Regions from separate parts of the Mus musculus genome. Here region 1 is linked to region 2. A link is a contact called in public promoter capture Hi-C data. All regions are on one chromosome and are shown on one strand. Each heading gives the region's core, a stretch centred on a gene start, on an enhancer-like site or on the middle of the called end of the contact. The rest is flanking DNA. Distances are from core to core; before and after follow the strand shown.

Region 1 (6,745 bases), core at 1,183-3,682, 110 kb before region 2:
TGTCCACTGTGAAAATTCTGCACTCATTTAAAATACACACGAGACTTGCCTTCTGTAGGAAAGAAATGCCCTCCTATAACTGAAGTGGGACATATCTCGATCACCTCAGAAGGATTTCCCCCAAACAGCTTTTCCTAACTTGGCCTTTGCTGTTTCAAGGTCTTAACCTACTGCTTTGCAGTGACTGCTCTCATAGATAAGCTCAGATGTCTCTCAGCTCTGTGGAGACAGGCAACAGGACCACAGCCCTCATTTTCAGATGAGAGATGAGGTGCAGACTGGATACCTGCTGTATATGCCCAGTTACACACACAACTGTCATCATGGAGAAGCAGCGTTAAAGTAGACTGTCTCCTAACCTTCTCTCTCTCTCTCTCTCTCTCTCTCTCTCTCTCTCTCTCTCTCTCTCTCTCAACTATGTAGCTCTGCCTATCCCAGAACTCGCTATGTAGATCAGGCTGGCCTTAAACTCAAGAGATATGCCTGTCTTTGCCTCTGTAAAGAGTGTACACACACACACACACACACACACACACACACACAGAGAGAGAGAGAATGAATCTGTAACTATCTGGATAGGTCTATTGAGCCATCTTGGTATCACTATCTTTTCTTCATCCTCTCCCAGTGCAAGAGGGTAAACCCAAGATCTCAATATACCAGGCAAGTGCTGTATTTTTTGAGCTCCACCCCCAACCTCCAAATACTTGGTTCAAGCCATCACTGCCCACTGAGTCCTACTGACATATCCCGAAATGTCCACTTCATTTGGTAGTTTTTTAAAAAGCTTTCCCAGATACAATATTTTTTGAACTTTTTAAAGTTCAAAGGAATACATGTGACAACTGATATAATAATCTTGGGTGGTTTAGAGACTAAGTCAGGAAGTTGCATCGTCAAAAACTGCACGTCCTGTACAAGTGTCACCACCGGGCACTAATGGCTATCATCAAGATACCTGATGTATCCAAATGAAAATGTGTTGTAAAACATACACAGAATGTGAGATTTAAGAGAAAGTCTACGAAGCTGACCTTGAACTCTCTGATCCTCCAGTCTCTACCTCCTAAATGATAAGGTATGCCTAATCACATTAACTTTTTAAATGTACTTTGCACTTTACAGCATCAGCACTAGAAAACTGCTCCAGAGTGAATTCTACAGAGTAGTGTAATTCAATGGTAGAGCTAATCCTTTGCATATCTGAGACCCTGGGTTCCATCCCCCAATACAACCGCTCTGGCTTCATTCAAGAAGCCTCAAGCAAGAATCTGTTTCTTGGTAAGCTTCACTCCTCTTCCACCTCCCTCTGCCAGGTAAGGGAGTACTCAGAACCCAGCCCTATGCAGTCTTCTTCACTCAAGGTACAGGATTGAGACTAGCAGGAAGCCAATTCGGGGTGCTCGTATCTTAACTTACCCAAACCTCAGTTAGCCCACAAAGGGAGATCGATCCTTAGGAATTCAAAGGAGGAAATGAGGCCCAATGTCCTCTTTCATCATTTGTAACACCCTGCTTCTGAGAGTCCCTGTCCCTGTCCGATCTATCTTCCTGTGACTTACGCTGTTCCTTGAATCGACCTCCTGTTTGAGAGTATGGACTTTTTGGTTTAGCCCTCTAGCTTCTGCTCTGAGTGTGAGGGACCATGTCTTCTGTGGAGATCTGATGTTTCCTGCATCCCTACCAGACCAGGTTTGGGTGACTAACCCCTCATGTTCTCCGCTCTAGTAATGAGAAGGCCCCACGGTCGCGCACAGACCGGATCTTGGGCTCCGGCTCTCAGGACCTATAAGTGCGCGGCTTCGCGGCCGGAAAGCACCTGCCCAACCATCCTCACCTGGGTCGTCCTCGTCGCGGGGCACCTTCTTAAAGCAGTCGTTGAGTGATAGGTTGTGGCGGATGGAGTTCTGCCAGCCGGCCTTGCTGCGCTGGTAGAAAGGGAAGTTATCGGCGACGAACTGGTAAATGTGGCTGAGGGTGAGTTTGCGCTCAGGCGCGCTCTGGATGGCCATAGCGATGAGCGCCGAGTACGAGTAGGGTGGTCGCACCATCTTCATCAGGTCCTCGCGGCTGGCCATCGACAGCCAGCCCAGCTCGCCAGGGGCTGCCGAGCCGGCGGGCGAGGCGGGTGCGGACGCCGAGGGCTGCGCGAAGCCCCGCTGGGCGCCCGCGAAGGTGCCCGGAGCGGCTGGAGGCTGCAGGAAGGGTCCGGGCGCAGCTCCGGGAGGCGGCGGCGGGGCCCCTAGGTAGCTGGCAGCGGAGGCTGGGCCGCCCACGCCGGGCCCATTGAGCCACAGGTAGGGGTTGGCGGCTGCAGCGGGCGGTGCGGCGTAGTCGGACAGCCCATAGGGTGCCCTGGAGGTCGGGGGCGCACCAGGCGCGGCGGCGGGCTGCGAGTATACGAAGTTGTCGCCGCAATACAGGGCCATGTCGGCGACCGAGGGCTGGTGCAGAGCGGCAGCGGCTTTGGGAGAGCGGGGCTGGCCACGGCACTTCGGAGAGAGCATCCCTTGGCGGACCAACCCTACGGCCCGCCCTGGCCTCCGCTGCGACTACCGACTTGGAGCGCTGAGGAGCTCGCCGAGGGCGGGGGTACCGCGTCTCTTATACCTGGGAGGCTGGGCGACCAAGGCTCCACAGTCCACGCCCTCGCCACGCCCCATGTGCCCGGGAGCAGAATGCAGCCTCCTTTGCCCCGCCTGCCTGGTCCCCGCTGCTTTCTGCTAGCTCCGGAGTCAAGGTGAAAAGCGTCCATCGGTCCTTCCTTTATCCGGCCCTCCTGTCCTACGGTCTGGTCATCCATCCTTCTCGCCTCCCCTCCATCCTCCCATCTTAGCCCGCGTACGATCAACCTACTCTAAAAAGCAGAGTACTGAAACAACAGACAGACTTCACCAACTGGACCGGCTGGTCCCTAAAAAGCTGGTGAATCCGTTTGAGTGGATTGACTACTTATTTGCTCTAGCCTCCACTTCCCTTTCTAACAAGTCCCAAAGTTTTAAAACTTTTTTTTTTCATTCGAAGTATTCATATTTAGCACAGCACTCACGTTCGGTCTCCATCGATCAGCTCCATGCCATCAAAAATAATAGATGTGAATGCATGAATGACAACCCGACAGGCACCCTTTCTTCCCGACTCTGGGCCAAGTGTGAAATGGTTCTCAAGTTTTTGTTTTGTTTTGTTTTTTTACTGTCTCTTTTTGTGGTGATTCATCTTTCTAGTTAAACCGTATGTTTGTTTACAATCAGGAAGCACTGTTCATTTCATTTCACCCGGTTTGTTCCGAATTTTGGTGTGCAGTTATTTTTCAAAAGGTAAATTTGCAAAGACGGCTAGGTAAGTGGCTTTGGAATTAACATTTAAAAGCAGAAAGCTTAAAGTAGTTCAAGACGCGCTTATAGCCTGGGTCTTTTTATTCTCAGCTTCTCCGAGTTTTGAAGGGGTTCTCTGAGCATCAGGAGAGCAATTAGCTAAATACTGTGTCGACCCAACGACCCAAAACGACAGCGAGAAAATTATCTCTTTTACCATCCAAAATATTTCTAAAGGTGTTCTTGATAAAAACAGATCTGAAAGTTCTCCTTTAAGCGGCGAAGTTATTGGTGGCTTTTTTTTTCTATTTTCGGATTACAGCCTGACAGTTTAGAATATTACTAAAGAATCCCCGCACCCACATTTATTTATGTACATGATTGTCTTAGTTTTGTACTTTAAACTTTTTACCTCTTAAAAAAACAAAATAGAAAACAAACAAAAGCCAGACCGGGTCTGTCGACAAGGTGACTGAACGGTAAGGGCACTTCCCGCCTAAAGCCTGGAGTTTGATCCCTGGGATGAAGGAGAAAACCCGACGCGGGAAAGTTATATGATTTGACTCGCTGTGACACCCGCACCACATAAGTGAGTAAATAAAGTAATTTTAAAAATTAAAATCAGAGTTATGTACTTAGCAAACTTGAAAGCCTAAAATGTTTATCTCATTTGAAAGTAAGCGATCCTCTTTTCTGGAACCAGAGAGATATTACTGCAACTGTAAAACACCTGCTTCTTTGAAGACGTTTGGAAGAGTCTGAAAAGAGAAATTATGACTCCTTAACGATATTTTAGTTTAAAACACATTTTTCTTTATTTAGATAAAAAACAAAACAGGCTTCCCATTCCTCCAAATGGCTTTGGTTTTAGGTGAGGCTTTTCCTGAAATGTTAACAAGGTGGAAAACTATGACCCAGCTTGGCAAGCACTTATAATTTTATAACTCCCTACTGGGTATTCGTTTTCTTAAGTATAAAGGTGTGAGCTAAAGCTAAGATGACAGGGTCTAGGTAAAAGTTGGGGACCTAGAGGGCAATCACACACACACACACACACATACACACACACACACACACACACACACGCACACACGCACACACACACACACACACACGCACACACTTTAAATAACTAACGTTTCTGTAGAGTGACCTGAAGTGTAAAGCATGGGAAGTGAGTGTTCAGAAGGCTTCAATACTCAGTTTGCTTTCATTCTAAATGGAAGTAAAGAATGAAGAGACAGACTCTATCTTCCTTTTTGTAACTGTTCTTCACAATATAATTCTTTCCCTGGTCTCCTAACAAATTGCTTAACCATACACAGTTTGCGATTGTTCTCCTGGGTCTAATTTTAAAGCCGCCCATCTATTCTAAAGGAGAGGAGGGGGCCACAGTTTTCAGGATGTGGTCTATTGTTTTGATTAAAAGTTCTGCTTAGCAGATCATGTTCTGAGTCTTTTATAAATTTATTTAAAAGGAGCAGAGCCACCTACCGACCTTTTGCAGCTGTTACAGCGTTTCCCGGGGTAGTTGGAAATCACGTTCTTCTAGTGTAGGTCCAAAGACAAGCTTCAGTGTACTCATAAAAATAAAAATTAAAAAAAGAAAGAGAAAGAAACATGGGTACATAGGTTTGCTGGCATTGTCTCCTCTTTCTAGAAGAGGGACAGGGCCATATGAATTGAAAATGACCTTGGTTGCTCTTCATTTAAAATGCCAACCAATGTGGACAAGTGCTGCATGTGGTTGTTTCCAAAAATTGGAAATCATGGGTGGCTCAGTGAGTAACGGTGTATGCTACCAGGCTTACGATCTATGTACAGTCCTTGGGACCCATACAGTGGAAGGAAAGAACTGACTCCCTCAAGTTGTACACACACAGAGAGAGACAGAGACAGAGGGGCAGAGAGAGAGAACAAACAGATAAATAATAAACCAATGTAATTTTAAAATCCGAGAACCATCACTGTACCCGTGTTTCCTACAAGGCTTTCTATCTGGCATGTTATAGTCAGCGCTCCAGTGCATCAACCTTCAAGTAAATCAAAACTTCACTGAAGTTGAATTCTTTCCCCCTCTGGCAGTGTAGCCCAAGCTGGCCCGAACTTTCAGCAATCCAGCTGCCTCGGATTTGCGAGTGTTTAGGATTGCAGGTGGGCCCAATCGTCCTGCCTGAAGGGACCGTCCCCCCACCCCCTTACCAAATATGTATGGTTTACATCTATTTATGACTGGTAATGGAAAATGGAGTGAGCAGCTGGGGAACAAGCTTTCCAATGATATGCAAATATTTTCTGAGGTGGTGTAACCAAGACTATGAACTCAAGAACAAGCCATGCTGGGCACGGTGGTGCACACGCTTGTATTCCCAGCACCCAGGAGGCTGAGGCAAGGGAACAGTTTTAAGCTGGTCTGCACTGTAGGTTCCAGGCTAGCCAGATATAGGTAAGGGAGACCCTGTTCCCCCCAAATGTTGAGAATAAACCTAGACTCTGGCACTGTCTACACATGGTGAACATTGGATGCCTACACTCACAGAGCTTCAGAAGAGAAAGTCATACCCAAGAAACCAAGAGACTCTGGAAGCTCAGGCTATCCTATGCCCACCCTTCCAGGGCCTAAGGTCTCATTGCCATAGCTGTATAAAGTAAGTTGATTCACTAAGGGTAAATTAGACTTCCAAAAGAGCAGAAGTTATTTAAAGATATGCTGATGCCAATTTGTAAATCTTCAATCAGGCATGTGATCTCTGTGAAGACAGAAGTTTTCTGCTAAAAAAAATTAATTCTTCCGCTGTCTCACAAAGGTGTGGGGCTGGGAATCTAGCTCATGAGTAAGTGCAGGCAAAACATATACACAAAATAAATTACTAAAGAGAGAAAAAGGAAGGAAGGAAAGAGAGAGAAAAAAGAAAAAGAAAGGAATGGAGAGAAGGAGGGAGAAAGACAAAGAGATAGTCAGAGAGAGAGAAAGAGAGAGAGAGAGACAGGCCTAGAATATTAGCATGAGATAGCTATTTCCCCACATTTCACAAAATTGAAAAAGAGGAATTCAATGACTTATCTTTACCATATCTGACAAAATTTAGTAGGCTTCTGGACTCTTCATGACTGCCTGATTTCTGTAGCCAAGAAGTCCTTGGGTATACAACAGTGAAAACCTGCATACAGATGAATGAAGGACTTCCATTCTTCTATTAAACCAGCCAGGGCCATGGCCTGGCTTTCCCAGCCTGCTTACACTCCATGTTGGTTGGCCAGAAATAAATCAAAGTGTTCAGAAACCACTTAGCATCTTTGGATGCAGGAGTTGGCAGATGTAATCATGGACTTCATTCAGAAATGTCTCTCACATATATTCAAATTGGCTGATTTTAAACCAGCAATGACTTCATCAGCTTTCTGGCCTCTGTCATATATATATGATCTTT
Region 2 (6,087 bases), core at 2,476-4,975:
GGAAATACACTTTGCAATGAGTATGACAAGCAAGACTAAATTAGTTCTTTGTACCTTCAACATGTCTTCAGTGTGAAGATAAATGATCCACTGCAGAAACCCCAAGTAACACTTCCCTGGGCCCAACCCACTTCAGGAAGCAAATAACATTTTGTAGGCCAAACTCACTGCAGGAAGCAAGTAAGGAATTGCAGGCCTAACCTACTGCAGGAACCCTGAGTAACACTTGGCAATTTATTAACACATGTTGGAAGTCGAGCTGGTAACACAACAGTATCCATAGTTAAGTGTGTGATTGAGGCGTTTGTCCTAATTTTCTCAGTGGGGGGTGGGGTGGGGAAATACCATTTACCAGTCTAAAGTTTAGAAGAAAACTTTCTGAGACTGCTACTGGAAAAACAAGTTTACATTTTTTGGAAAAAGGGTGTTTATCCAGCCAGTCACATGCCTGAGACAGAGTCAACATTCAGGCACCAGGTAAGGTGGATGAAAGCCAATCACAAGAGAGAACTGAGTCTCAGTAGGTCCCATCTTGCTAAGGCTAATCATCAAAAGACAAGGCACAAAAAAGCAGCCACCCCTCACCCCCTTCTGCAAGCTTCAGAGTTCTTCACAGCTGTTTGTAATCAACGCTTGGTTAACTCAGCTCTGCCCCTCTAGCCCTCCCCTTGAAACAAACAGGATATTGTTCTATTATTATGGAACTAATATTTTCAGATTTTTGGCTTGTGAAGAGCACTTAGGTAGAACGCTGACTACTTAGCTCCTGTGGACCCGCTTGCCCATGACTTCTCACTCATTCACACTCTGCAGACTCCACACTACTGTTAACAGGGACCACACACTCTCTCCTCCCAACACACCTCCTCTATTTTCACTTGTGTCTGAGCAGGAGGAAAGTGGTCCTCCTGATTGACAAGCAATCCTTTGCTGCCCTTTGTAACTCAGATCTCACAGCAAGCCTCCTACCTCCCATGGCTTCTCTGTATCTTATCCTTCCTTCCTTTCATTTCCAACCTGTCCATACAGGCTCCCTCCTGGTAAACTACCAGGAAGGAAAGTCGGGAGTGATTCAGAAAGAGAGTAATTCTTACCCTTTGCAACTTACTTCCTTGGTTTAATGAAACTATTAAGTGTGCTCATCACCAAAATTTTCCAGACTCAGTCCTATACTCCAACCTAGTCAGCTATGTTGCTGCTGTCTATAAGATTTCCTGGGGCTTTCTTGTGGGCACCTTCTCTGCTTTATAACTGTAGCTATCTGTCTGCCTTCCCTTTAGCTGAAGTCTTTCATGTCCATCTTCCTGGCAAGCATCAATCTGGATGACCTAAATCTCTGAGGCATCAGGACCAACATCCCTTACCTTTTCTTCCCAGATTCTCTAAGCCTCTTGATGTTCCTGTTTGCTATCATTTTCTGGCCACTAACTCTTGATCTTTATACAGCTGTATCAAGAGATGAAGAACCAACTCACTTGCTAGGAACTAAGATTTTGCTTCAACTATCTCTCATATTAGTCCCAAGTAATGGAATATAATACTAGTATCTTTACCTTGTTTCAGTAAACCTTGTTGCTAGAGAAATAGACCTGACCATTCAAGATTAAGATTTCTCAGACTAATGTGTATATAAATCACACAGTGATCTATTACAAGGCAGGTGCTTAGTAGGTTGGGAGGTACTTGATTCTGGAGGTCTAACGTGGTTCCAAGTGATAATGCTGTTAGGCGAAGAATACACACACACACACACACACACACACACGCACACACGCACACACGCTCCCCAAAATGGTCTCAATATAATTTCCAACCCCCATTCTTCTTGCTGTCTTAAGTCCACCATCTATCAGAATTCTACCCATTTTTAAGAACCAAATCATTCTGTCACAGCCATTTCTTATCTATAAACCTACCTCATCCCTTGCCTTACACAGCATACACCAGCAAACTGTGCATCACCCATGACAGTTCCTTTGTACTGCTTTCTACTGTTCATTTGAACCGCCCTACAGTTAGGACCTTCTGCTTCATCCCGATTGCTGGATTGACTGCGTATTCCTTCCAAGAGCAGAGGCTTCCTGCTCTACCTCCATAACCCCAGGGGTTCTGCTCAGCTTTAGAAAGTCCCTGCTGCTGCAGGTGTGTGTTCTAAGGAAAACAGAATAGTTCTCTCTACTTCGTGTAATTTACTCTTCACAGCTGTTTCACTCATCTAGGAGAGTTCATACATTCGCAAATAGATGAAATTGTATTCTTTATTACTTAAACATTCTTAAATATAACTATTCAAATGGTGTATGGAGAATTTTAGGGCTTGCCCTGTTTATTTCTGGTAATCACTGGGTACCTAGATCAAGGTTCTGATACTTTTTATAATCTATAACTACTATGTTACAAACTTAGATATGTTCTAATTTAGATGCAGCTCTTAATTTACCTAATGCTCTTTTAGCATTCTTTCTATTAAATAGTGCCACTTTCTCCACACATGCTATCTGAAAAATACTTTATTAAAGTATTTTACATTCTGTGCAGACTTTGAAAATTGCTTTAAAACTTGTCTCTTGAATTTGTATGTTTATAAGGCTAAGAAATCCAACTGAAATAAACTATGCTAACCCCCTTTAAATATCAAAAAGCTGCTAGGATAAAAGAACCCAAGCACACTCCTTAAACTTTAACCTCTAAGTGTGTTCGGAGCTCTTGAGAGTGCTTGTTCTTACCCAGAAAAGGTCTGGTTTAGTAAAACCGGGGCGGAGCCTAGAAAACTGTCCATTTAACCAGCATCCCCCTGGTAATTCTGATGCAGGTGTTCCCGCATATCTCAATTAGAGAAACAGAAAATCAAAACCCTCGACCAGGAGCCACAACAGACTTGTATTTGAAGGATAAATGTAGGCATCTCTTTTGAAAGTCGTTTTACCTGTCGCAACAGAATCAGGACAGAACGAGTCAAGTATTTGGGAATGGGAGTGTAAAGTGCATATGGTTAAAGCCCGAAAACAATGAAAGCGGGGAAGTGACTTTCTTCCCTAAGCCGGGTGTTGCATTCTCCAGGCATCCCTCATCCTCCTTTAAAGATGCTGTTGCCCTCCCACAGCCAGGACCAGGCAGGCGCTCAGAGTGGGACAGGAAGGTGTCGCGGCTCTCTGCTTTGTCCGCAGTCACTCGCATCCCTGCGAGAGGTGCCCCGACCCTAGTTCCCAACCTCTCACCTGCCGCGAGGCCGCAGTTCCACGTCGTCATCGGGCTCCGTCGCGCGTGACTCCGGTTCGCCAGCGGCAGCCGGCAATGCCTCGGCGTCCTCCACGGTCACTTCGGCCGTTGCCACCGCAGGCACCCGCGCGGCCGAAGTCGGGGCGGCCGCTGCCCCTAAGCCAAACACTGTCTCCGACGCGGGAGCAAGCAAACTGCGGGCGGGCGCGACCGCCGAGATCCCCGCCGCGCAGCCCAGCAGCAGGAACAGAAGCAGCAGCAGCGCGCGCGGCCCGGGCCGGGTGGCGCGCTCCATCAGCGGCCCGCCCCACGCGCGGGCATGGAGACCCTGCCGTCGGCGCCCGCCCGTCTCGCCGCTCGGAGCCTCGGAGCACTGCGAGCGCGCGCCACGGACCCCGCCGCCTCTCGACTTCGCGCCGCAGCAGCAGAGCTGCCCGGCCACGTCTCAGCCACTGCCACCTGAGTGACAGCCTTGTGCAGACATCGCCCATTGAGCGAGGGTTCCGTGCGTCTGCTCTGCGATTGGTTGCGCGCCTTGCCACTCCGAGCCAGGCAGACGCGTTCCTTGTTGTCAACATTATACCTACCAATCAAATTGTAGTTTTCCCTGTGGCAGTCCGGCCCTTTTCCGGGAACGACGGCCAATGAGAAATGCCCCTCCCCAGAGTCTTCTTAGGCGATTGGTGAATCATTTCAGTTCCCTAATGCCACTTCTGGAACGGATTGGTCCATTCCCTGATTGGCCTCGCCCCTCAAAGTGAGGCGCTGGGAAAAGCTTGGAGATTATTGGTGAAAGTGGATGCTCCTCAAAGGCCTGAGCTAACTGCTTCTTGATTGGTTGGAAGCGGCACTTAGTACGTGGCCGATTCTGAGTGTGAAGAGGACCGTCCCCTGTGAAAGGAAGAAGAGTGGAAAGGAGTCCCGGGTGGCCGGGAGGTGGCTGATCTTAAAGGGATAGATGCTTTTGCTATTCCCAAGCCGAATTTATTTGGAAAGAAGGGATGAGAGTTGGGGGAAAGTGACTGCACAGGTCATGTGTCCTTAGAAGTTCAGGAGTTGCCCAATTTGTGGCTAGGAAGGTATTAAGAATTACAATTACAGCTTTGATAGAGATGACAGTGATCTGTAGAACAGATAACCCAGAGCGCCCGGAACGCCTCTTAACCTGTTTATAAAGGAGGATCCCAGGCCTGGCGCACTTGAAGTAATCTGCACAAGGTCACACAGTCACAAAAATTTATTAAGTCTCCCGGTTGGTTTGGCATGCTTTACACTGCCCTCAGGAGAAATAGAACGACAACGACCAAAGTGGGGAAGGTTCAAATGTTTGACCAAAGCGTTTAAAATTCTCTTAAAGTAGTTGCGAATACCCTGAAGATTTCAGAGCTGGTGTGTGGAAGAGTAAGAAGTTGCATCCTTCAGCAGTGTACTCAGAACACCAACCAAACACTGGGAAGATTTTTAATGATGTTGGCAGTTTGTGTACGCTGGTCTCCATCTGCATGAAGCACACTTAATTTCCACTCAGCCCCAATCCCTATAAACCCATTTCTCCCTTTAGTTCTCACCACATTCCTTCTCTCTTCTGTACAACAAATCTCTAAAGCGCCTTGTCTTCCTGTCCTCTCTCATCTCACACACACTGCACAGGCATTAGTATTCCTCAGCTCCACCCAGATTGCTCTGATTCACTCACATGGTTTTAATAAATTCGAAGAGGAGTCCCGTTTTTCCTCCTAAGTGTCCTCCACTGTGGAACTCAGCCTTTCCTCTATGAGACATTTTGTCCCTTGTTTTCCTGCTTCCCTACAGGGCAGGATATGACCTTCAACTTACCCTGTGTTGCTTAGGATGAAAGCCAAGGACCGGAAGTTCTTGCCCTGTATATTAATTCTCCAGGGCTGTCATAGCAAATTCCCTCTAGCATATGTGTTCTAGAGGCTAGAATTCCTCCATCGGGAGCCATCAGAATCGAGTTCTTCTGAGGCCCCTTTTGGTTTGTTAGATGGCTACTCTATTGCTTCTTCATGTGAACTTTCCTCTGCTCATATGGTCCCTTTCTCTTTTTATTTATTTTTAAAGATTCCATTTTAAGCTCGTATGTATACTGGTACTGTTGTGTCTGGAAGAAACTCTTCCCTTGGAGTTACCTGCTACCTATGACTCTGACAATCTTCCCATCTTTTCTGTGCAAAACACAGCCTTGTGGGGAGAGGTTTGATACAGATATCCTATTTAGGACTGAGAGCTCCAGAGTACCCAACTTTCTGTATATTGTTCAGTTGAGGATCTCTTTGTTAATTTCTGTCTTTATTGCAAGAAGCCGCTTCTCTGATGAGGGTGAATGGTGCTCTACTGACGATATAGCAATATGTCATCAGTAGTCGCTTTATTGCTATGTCCTTATAACAATAATAATAGTAGATTTGCCCCTAAGTATGTGACTGTCTAGTTTCAGGTTTTCACTACAATGTCAGCATCAGCTATGGGTTCTACCTTATGGAGTGGGCCTTAAATCCAATCAAAAAGTGATTGGCCACTCCCAGAACATCGGTGCCACTAATGTGTACATGGACTCAACAGAAACTGACAGCATACAAAAGATCTGCACAGGCTGGAACCAGACCAAAACCCAGCACTGACAGTGGTCGGTGGATACAAAGTCCCGCCCCTAAGCAAGACACTATTTGCAAGATAACTGCTGGGAAAGGGAAAATTAGTTTTCTCCAATGGAGTTTCACTGGGTAGTACATCAGCCACACTCCAGGGTGGGCCCATGCCTAGGAGTACTTACCTGGTTAAGACAAAGCATATGCTAATTTTTTGTGCTTTTTGTTTTGTTTTAGAGGTCTTTATCTTAATTTTTTT

The links. Promoter capture Hi-C pulls out the DNA fragments that hold promoters and counts their contacts.
Region 1: a promoter capture Hi-C map of embryonic stem cells shows a contact between it and region 2. The contact joins the promoter of Foxi3 here to the promoter of Eif2ak3 in region 2. A contact is called at or near these places in 3 of 39 promoter capture datasets (cranial neural crest and embryonic stem cells), 3 of 484 Hi-C or Micro-C datasets (embryonic stem cells and nephron progenitors) and 2 of 115 datasets of contacts at active chromatin or transcription factors (both in embryonic stem cells).

The regions. Positions count from the first base shown.
Region 1 is chr6:70,952,293-70,959,037 of GRCm38.p6, reverse strand. Foxi3 (forkhead box I3) reads right to left here and starts at 2,432. Exons shown (of 2, transcript NM_001101464.1): 1 at 1,838-2,432. The coding sequence starts at 2,429.
Region 2 is chr6:70,842,153-70,848,239 of GRCm38.p6, reverse strand. Eif2ak3 (eukaryotic translation initiation factor 2 alpha kinase 3) reads right to left here and starts at 3,725. Exons shown (of 17, transcript NM_010121.3): 1 at 3,219-3,725. The coding sequence starts at 3,514.